2 separate regions of the Mus musculus genome follow, and region 1 is linked to region 2. Evidence: chromatin contacts called from public Hi-C data. All regions are on one chromosome and are shown on one strand. The core of a region is the stretch at or near the end of the contact, and the rest is flanking DNA. Distances in the headings are between cores, read along the strand shown. Region 1 overlaps Trub1 (TruB pseudouridine (psi) synthase family member 1). Region 2 overlaps Ablim1 (actin-binding LIM protein 1).

Region 1 (3,327 bases), core at 777-3,276, 320 kb after region 2:
GGTGGCTTCATCCAAGGCCACTTGCTGTCACGTCTGCATATTTGTGGACGTCACAACTTTAATTTTCTTTTCTTTCTTTAGTTCTTTTACTACCGCAAGTTTATCATGAGTAAATTTGCATTTCTATAAAATACTTTGAGGTTCTGTCCCCAGACGGGGTCTCATTGGTGTAGCCTACCTGGAACTCTCTCTGTAGCCCTGGATGGTCCAACTCACAGCCATCTGACCTCCCCTGCCCCCTACGTGCTGGGATTAAAGGACCGTCACTCACTGTAAAGAGTCACACAAGTATAGATTCTTTTCTCGAAGAAACGATAGCACTTCCTGTCACAGGCTCAACAAAACCAGGATTGGTCCAGAAGAGTAGTGGAAAGATGGCATCCTGCAGGTGTGGCCGGTCCTCAGCCAGGGCGGCTTAGTTCCACGAGGGCTGACATCGTTTACCGAGCATGATCCATTCTAACGCCAGTTCCCTTCAGAGAGCTTTAGTATCAGTCCTCTTATTGAGAAAACACACTGCTGGGTGAGGGTGCTGCTGCTGGACCTGGTGGTCCAGCCTAGTGTTCCCCATAGGTTCCCAAAACTTTGCTCTTCTCTGTGTGAGCGATCGGGTCACTAAGAGAGCTTTAGTGTCCCATGGAGAAGTGGCAGCTCATGCTACTGGAAGTCACTTTAACTGCGTGCAACTAAAATGACTGATTCTTGGGAGGCTGTCTTGTGTGGTCTGTCATGCTATTCTTTCCACGTGGGCAATGTTCCCGCTCTCTTCAGAGTCTTGGTTCCAGGGCCTCTGTGGGTACCGCGTCCACGGCTCCTCACCCCCTGCTAAAACACGATGCGATTGTATACAGCTCAGGCCTTCCCCTCACAACGTTAACCATTCCTTATAGCACGTGGCATCCCTTGTAGACTTGTAGCACGTGGCACCTCCTACAAAGGAACTGCTGTGTAAGCAGTTTTCAGACGGGCTTATTTAGGGGATAACGACGAGTCTGTACATAATTAGCACAGCTCCTTTTTATTTTTAGAATATTTCAGATCTGTGGTTGATTGGATGTGCGTATGTGGAACTCATGATGCAGAGAACCGAGTGTCTCTGGGCTCCCAGATGCTTCCCACACAACAGAAACAAACAGCACAGTGGTCTCAGTGTCGTCCTCCTGCCTTCACTTTGTTTCAGTTGGCAGTGTTCATAAAGTTCTGTCCCTTAGGAGGGATGCCTGACAGTCTTGTGTCACTCAGGGCCACTTTTGTCATTTCCTTTCCTAGAGGTATATCACCATCGGAGAACTGGGGAAAGCCACGGACACCCTGGATTCTACTGGGAAGGTAACGGAAGAGAAGCCGTATGGTAAGGAGCCCTCCGACGCCACTCTCCTCTGCAGTTAAAGTCCCTGTGATCGCAAAATGCAGAACTTAAGGAGCATGCGTGCTGTCCATTGGTAATCCCCGCACGTGCGAGAGTGAGGCAGGAAGATTGCAAGTTCTAGCTCAGCCTGGCCACACATGAGACCCCGTGCAAGTTCTAGCTCAGCCTGGCCACACATGAGACCCCGTCCCCAAGAGAAAAGTCCTAGCAGAATTAAAACAAACCAGTGGCTCAATGCTGCCCAGGCTCAGTACATTCTCGAGCAGACTGGACACTGCTCATCACACTGCGCCGTGTTTGCTGTGAGCTTAACAAAGCGTTGTAAGTACTTTTCCCCACAGGAGTGTTTGTAATGTTCAGAAATTACTTGTATGTATAGCTGGGATCTAGGCTGTTTTTCCCCACGAGTGGGTAACAAGACACAGTTACCATCATGTTGGATTTGACCTGTGTCGAGCCTCTTATGTTTTTTAAGTGACTTCCCAGCTGGTTGAAGTAAATGTGCCCGAGTCATTTCCCTCAAAGTCGTCACGTGCCTGTGTCCTGGAGTGAAGTGATCCAACCGGGAGAACTAATTCTCTGAAGTGGAGGGAACTCCCCAGGGCCCACCTTGATTTGTCTGCTATTCTTTTCACTATTCTCAGAAAGGGTAGATAAACGAACCGGTCTCCTAGCAACTCACACAGCGCCTAAGCTATTTATAATGCCGCACTTGCTGTGTTGCCAGTGAGCTCACCTGCGTGGCTGTGTCACCAGTTGTGAACTACTCATTGGCATTCTGGTTTTCCCCCAGGTCTGACATCAACTCCTCTTGGCTCGGCTGCAGACAGTGTCGCGTCCGCTCCCCCGTGCTTATGTGTTGATTGCCCTTATGACATATTCCATATCGAGCCAGTAGCGAGGCCAGGCTTTTCTTGCCGGCACGGCTTCTCTTGCCCCGCTGACACCCCTGTGGCACTTGGTATCTCGATCGGTTAATCAAGCAATACAATGAAAATTAAAACCACTCATTTATTTCCATGCTCTAGATGTTGGATTATCCTTGACATTAGTATTGGAATTAGTAAATGCTAGCAGACCTAATCCAGCTGAAGTCCAGCTCTAACAGTGGGGTTTAAGAGGAAAGACACAGGCACATGACAAGAGGTAACACAGACTTTCTGAGTTTGCCGGTGGTGCTGCTGGTGACAGTCCGTGACACATAGATGTGTAAGCCTCCCGTGTCCTCATCCCCATTCGCCAAGAATACCAGGAAAGGGCGCTTCGGAGCTGTGGTGGAGGAGGGCAGCATGAGGAGGCAGGCGCAGCCGGAGGAAGAGTGAACCTGCCCTGTCCTCACCTGGGCTGTGAGCACTTCCTACTTCTTTATCTGCCGTCTCCAGAAGAGGGATGCTTTAGCTCCCTGTTGTACTAAAGGGTGACTGGGTGCCACACAGACATGTCATGGTCGTGAGGCTGGCACAGGCGTTGAGGCTGAACTGAGAATAATTGGAGTAGGGCACTCATGGTGGAGCCAGAGACGTCATCTGTAGTTAGCATCAAATCGAGCCTAGAAAGTGCTAGCAAGACTCCCTGATGATTGATGAGTTGTGGGGGCAGAAACAAGGTGATCAGCTGTGACCCAGGCGTGAGGTTCTAAACTGGCTAGGGAATGCAGCCATGCAGGGAAATACTTTCTTCCTAGCTGTAAGCATTTTGGAGTCATAGAAAAAAATCTGTATAGCATTTGTTAATTTGTACCCTCGCTTATGCTAAAGCAAGCTCAGGGTTAGAGGGAGACTAGGTAGGTGAAGTGTGCTGCTCAAGTGTGAACCCCTGAGTTCTAATCCCCAGGACCCACGTAGGTCTGCACTCATACTGGAATCTTGACATCCAGAGCTCCTATCGGGAGATGGAAGCAGAGACAGAGACAGCAGAACCTCCAGAAACCATGGGCCTGCTACTTTGGCATATGCAGC
Region 2 (3,246 bases), core at 620-3,119:
CTGTGTCAGAAAGACAAGTTTCTTCCCTGCTCAGCCTTCATCAGCAACACCACACTGCACAAAAGCCCACCTTCTGTGGGTGTGCTGGGTTTCCAAAGCTTGCTTCCTGCATCAAGCCAGTTTACCAACAATCTTCATCAATGTGAATTTTCTAATGTGGGGACTGTCAGTTAGGAAATGTGGAACTCGACAGACAGACTTGGACAAGTCAGAAGTCATTGGTCTGGAGCAAGTCCAAGCTTCCTGACCTGTGTTTGTATGTTCACAGCCCTTAACCCTTCTCCCATGGCTGGTAACTAACCATGACAAGCACTCACCAGCACAGTTGGACTTAACCCCACCTGTATGGCTGGTACCATTTATCAAGTGTGCGGGGAGGGGGAGATTATAGTCTTACATCTTCGAAGTCCCCGGTTCAGTGGCTCCCTCTCTGAAGTGGCTTTGCCACTTTTCACTGGACAGATAAAGGGGCCACAGTCAGGGTCAGGCCTCACCCACCTGACTTAGACCTGTGTTAATAATTAAAACTACACTGTGGCACTGCAGGGGGCTTCTTGCTTCCTTACTATACCTGAACAAGCCCGTAGTCTGTTCTGTAAGGAGAATATCAGAGGGTTAAACTCAGTACAGCAAGAGTATGTCCTTTGGTCTCCACTCAGGGACGGGACCTGGATGAGGCAAGCAAGATCCTTGGGACAAGTTCAGGGGCTCATTGTCCAGGGCTGACCCAGCTCTTGGAGGGCACTGATAACAAGTGGGCCTTTATGTGCATCACCCCAGGAGTGTGGCTGACCCCCGTCTATTCAGTGCCTAGCTACAGACCCACACAGATCCTCTATGGTACAAGCCAGACTCTGTGTACCACAGGAATCAAAGGCCATCTTCCTTTTATAACATGTGGCTCCCAAAACACAACAGCACCCCCCCCTCCCGTGCCAGTTTCCTTCCCTCAGACTGATCATTTTCACTAAGCTGTCTTATACAGATGCCTAGCAATCAGGAGTTTCTCCTAAAACATCAGTGACTAGTGTCTCTAGGTTTTGTAGACCATTTGGGCTCTGTCATAATTCCGCAACCCTGCCACTGTACCTGACAGAAGTCCTAAACCCTATACAAACACAAAGCCAACAAAATGTTATTTAAAAGAAAGACCTAAAGCCAGGCATCATAGCACACACCTTCAACCCCAGCACGTGAGAGGCAGAGGCAGGAGGATCTCTGGGAGTTCAAGGCCAGCCTGGTTTACACAGTTCCAGGACAGCCCGAGCTATAGAGTGAGGCCCTACCTCAAACAAAACAAAGAAACAAACAAAAAAAGACCTAAAGACTAATGATTTGACCAGTGAGGCATTGCCAACCATCACCAACTACAGTAAAGATAGCATTTTATCTCTAGTAGGAGGGGTTGTGCTGTCTTGGTGAGGCTTGTCTTGAATGCCCGTGCTTAAGCACTTCTTCCACCTCTGCCTTCTGAATGCTGGGGCCATGGGCACACAGTTCAGTGCCCAGCTAGAAGAGGCTAGACTCTGTGTACATGTCCACACAATCACCTACATTTCCAAATGAGCTTTATCCTTCCAAGCAGCTGTCCGTCCCCTACTCTGCTGTCCATATTAAAACTTCCCTGAGGCTTGAGGCTGTCCCTTCAGGCTTAAGATACAGCCACTTAACAGGCTGCCACACTGCTTTACAGAGGATACAAACAAAGCTTTTCAACTCTACTGCACTTTAACCAAGAACGAACAGGCTAGAAGAGACCAAGAACCAGGAAGAGACATGTTGGGAAAGGGCTATTTTAAGACTCTGTACTGTTCAGGACCAGAGGAGGCTGTCAAAGCTCTGGATGCTGAAGCCAGCATTTGTCTATTGGAGGGAGCCAGAGGCTTGGGAAAAAGGGCCACTTACTTGCAGATTGTACAGGCGAAGCAGTTGGGGTGGTAGGTCTTGCCCAGGGCAGTTACCACCTCGCCCTCCACGAACTCCCCACAGCCGTGGCACCGTGTCCCATACATCCTCTGGTAGTCCAGGGTACACAGATAGTCCCCGTTCTTTATGAAGAAGCCCCCCTGGGCCAGGTCGCAGCCGCACACTGTAGAAAGACAAGTTTACAACTGGTCATCGCCTGCCAAATCTCTGGGCAGCATTTGCCTTCTGCCACATGCTGGTGGCTCCCTGTGCTCTCAACGGTTTGGGGACAGGGAGTGGACGAGCACAAAGAGCCATTTATTATTGGGCTCTGCTCTTTCTTCTGCCCCCCCCTCCCCATCCCCTGGGAGCCATGCAATATCTCATACAAATAAAATTCACTGGCTAGGTTTCAATGGTCTCAGTGGTATCTAAGATTCATCAACAATCACTCAGACTGTGATGGAAAGATATCCCCATCTGGGCTCTCTGGGATGCTGACTAAGGTGTCCCTGGCAATGCTGTTAGGAAAGGTGCCCACTGCTTACCCACACAGCTCCCCGATTTGGGCCAAGATCACTGAGTAATAGGTTCCTACTATAGCAACAGCGACAGCTGAAGTTTCCAGTGACCATTTTTTTACACATTGGAAATCTTTCCCCAAAGCAACAAAGCAGTTGGGGTTTGAGCTAGCTGTCTCTTCACAGGAAATAGGACACACTGACCGTGTGATGTAACATACAGGATGGGACATGAGAATGGGCAGGCCAGGGAGGGAAGGGAAGGAACAAGTCCAACACAGAATTGTCATCTGTGGTCTCGGGACATGCAAAAGAGGACGCTTTGTTGGGTCTGGATTTTGGCATCCCTTTTCCAAACCATACAGCTGTGGATGACAGGGGCTGTGTAGAAAACAGGGTTGCTAGGAGCCTGGGTCTACTCTGCATGCTCAGACAAACTCAAGCAGGTCACAACTTGTCTACAAATCAAGCTTGGAGCAGCCCCTGATGACGACTATCTCCTGCCAGATGCCAGGGAAGCAACAGCTAAAGCCGGGCCTCTCCAGCTTTAGCCTCTGTATTCCAAGGGTAGGTGACTCCTGCCCAGGGAAGGGCAGCCTCAGGCAAGGCATAGGATCTCTTCTGATCCTTCTCATAAACAGGTAGAGCAGACCCTCAGGTGGGGTGGGAGGAAAGTGAGTTCTGTCACGAAAGGCTCTCCTGGGGATTTGCTAGAACACCGGGTTAGTTATTCGGATTAGTTCCCATGACTCATTAATAGTCTAACATACAGGCTCTTAAAATGAGTATGGTCATATAACTGAAGGCGGGGTTACCAAAG

What was found. A called contact is a pair of places that touch in the nucleus more often than the background predicts.
Region 1: a Hi-C map of cortical neurons shows a contact between it and region 2, with 3 times the contacts expected there. The contact joins two enhancer-like sites. A contact is called at or near these places in 1 of 15 datasets of contacts at CTCF or cohesin (large pre-B cells), 19 of 484 Hi-C or Micro-C datasets (the BV-2 cell line, the C10 cell line, DN3 thymocytes and 13 more), 3 of 115 datasets of contacts at active chromatin or transcription factors (embryonic fibroblasts, embryonic limb bud and large pre-B cells) and 1 of 9 other capture datasets (embryonic stem cells).

What each region holds. Positions count from the first base shown.
Region 1 is chr19:57,471,430-57,474,756 of GRCm38.p6, forward strand. Trub1 (TruB pseudouridine (psi) synthase family member 1) reads left to right here. Exons shown (of 8, transcript NM_028115.3): 4 at 1,270-1,351. Among named protein-coding and RNA genes, the nearest start is that of Trub1, 20 kb to the left of the region's middle. Within about 2 kb of position 2,027, at least 26 of the 459 cell types and tissues checked have an H3K27ac peak or open chromatin away from gene starts, as enhancers often do. A contact at or near this core is called in cortical neurons, where this site is marked.
Region 2 is chr19:57,153,247-57,156,492 of GRCm38.p6, forward strand. It overlaps Ablim1 (actin-binding LIM protein 1), which reads right to left. Exons shown (of 26, transcript NM_178688.4): 3 at 1,906-2,089. Among named protein-coding and RNA genes, the nearest start is that of Ablim1, 61 kb to the right of the region's middle. Within about 2 kb of position 1,870, at least 45 of the 459 cell types and tissues checked have an H3K27ac peak or open chromatin away from gene starts, as enhancers often do. A contact at or near this core is called in cortical neurons, where this site is marked.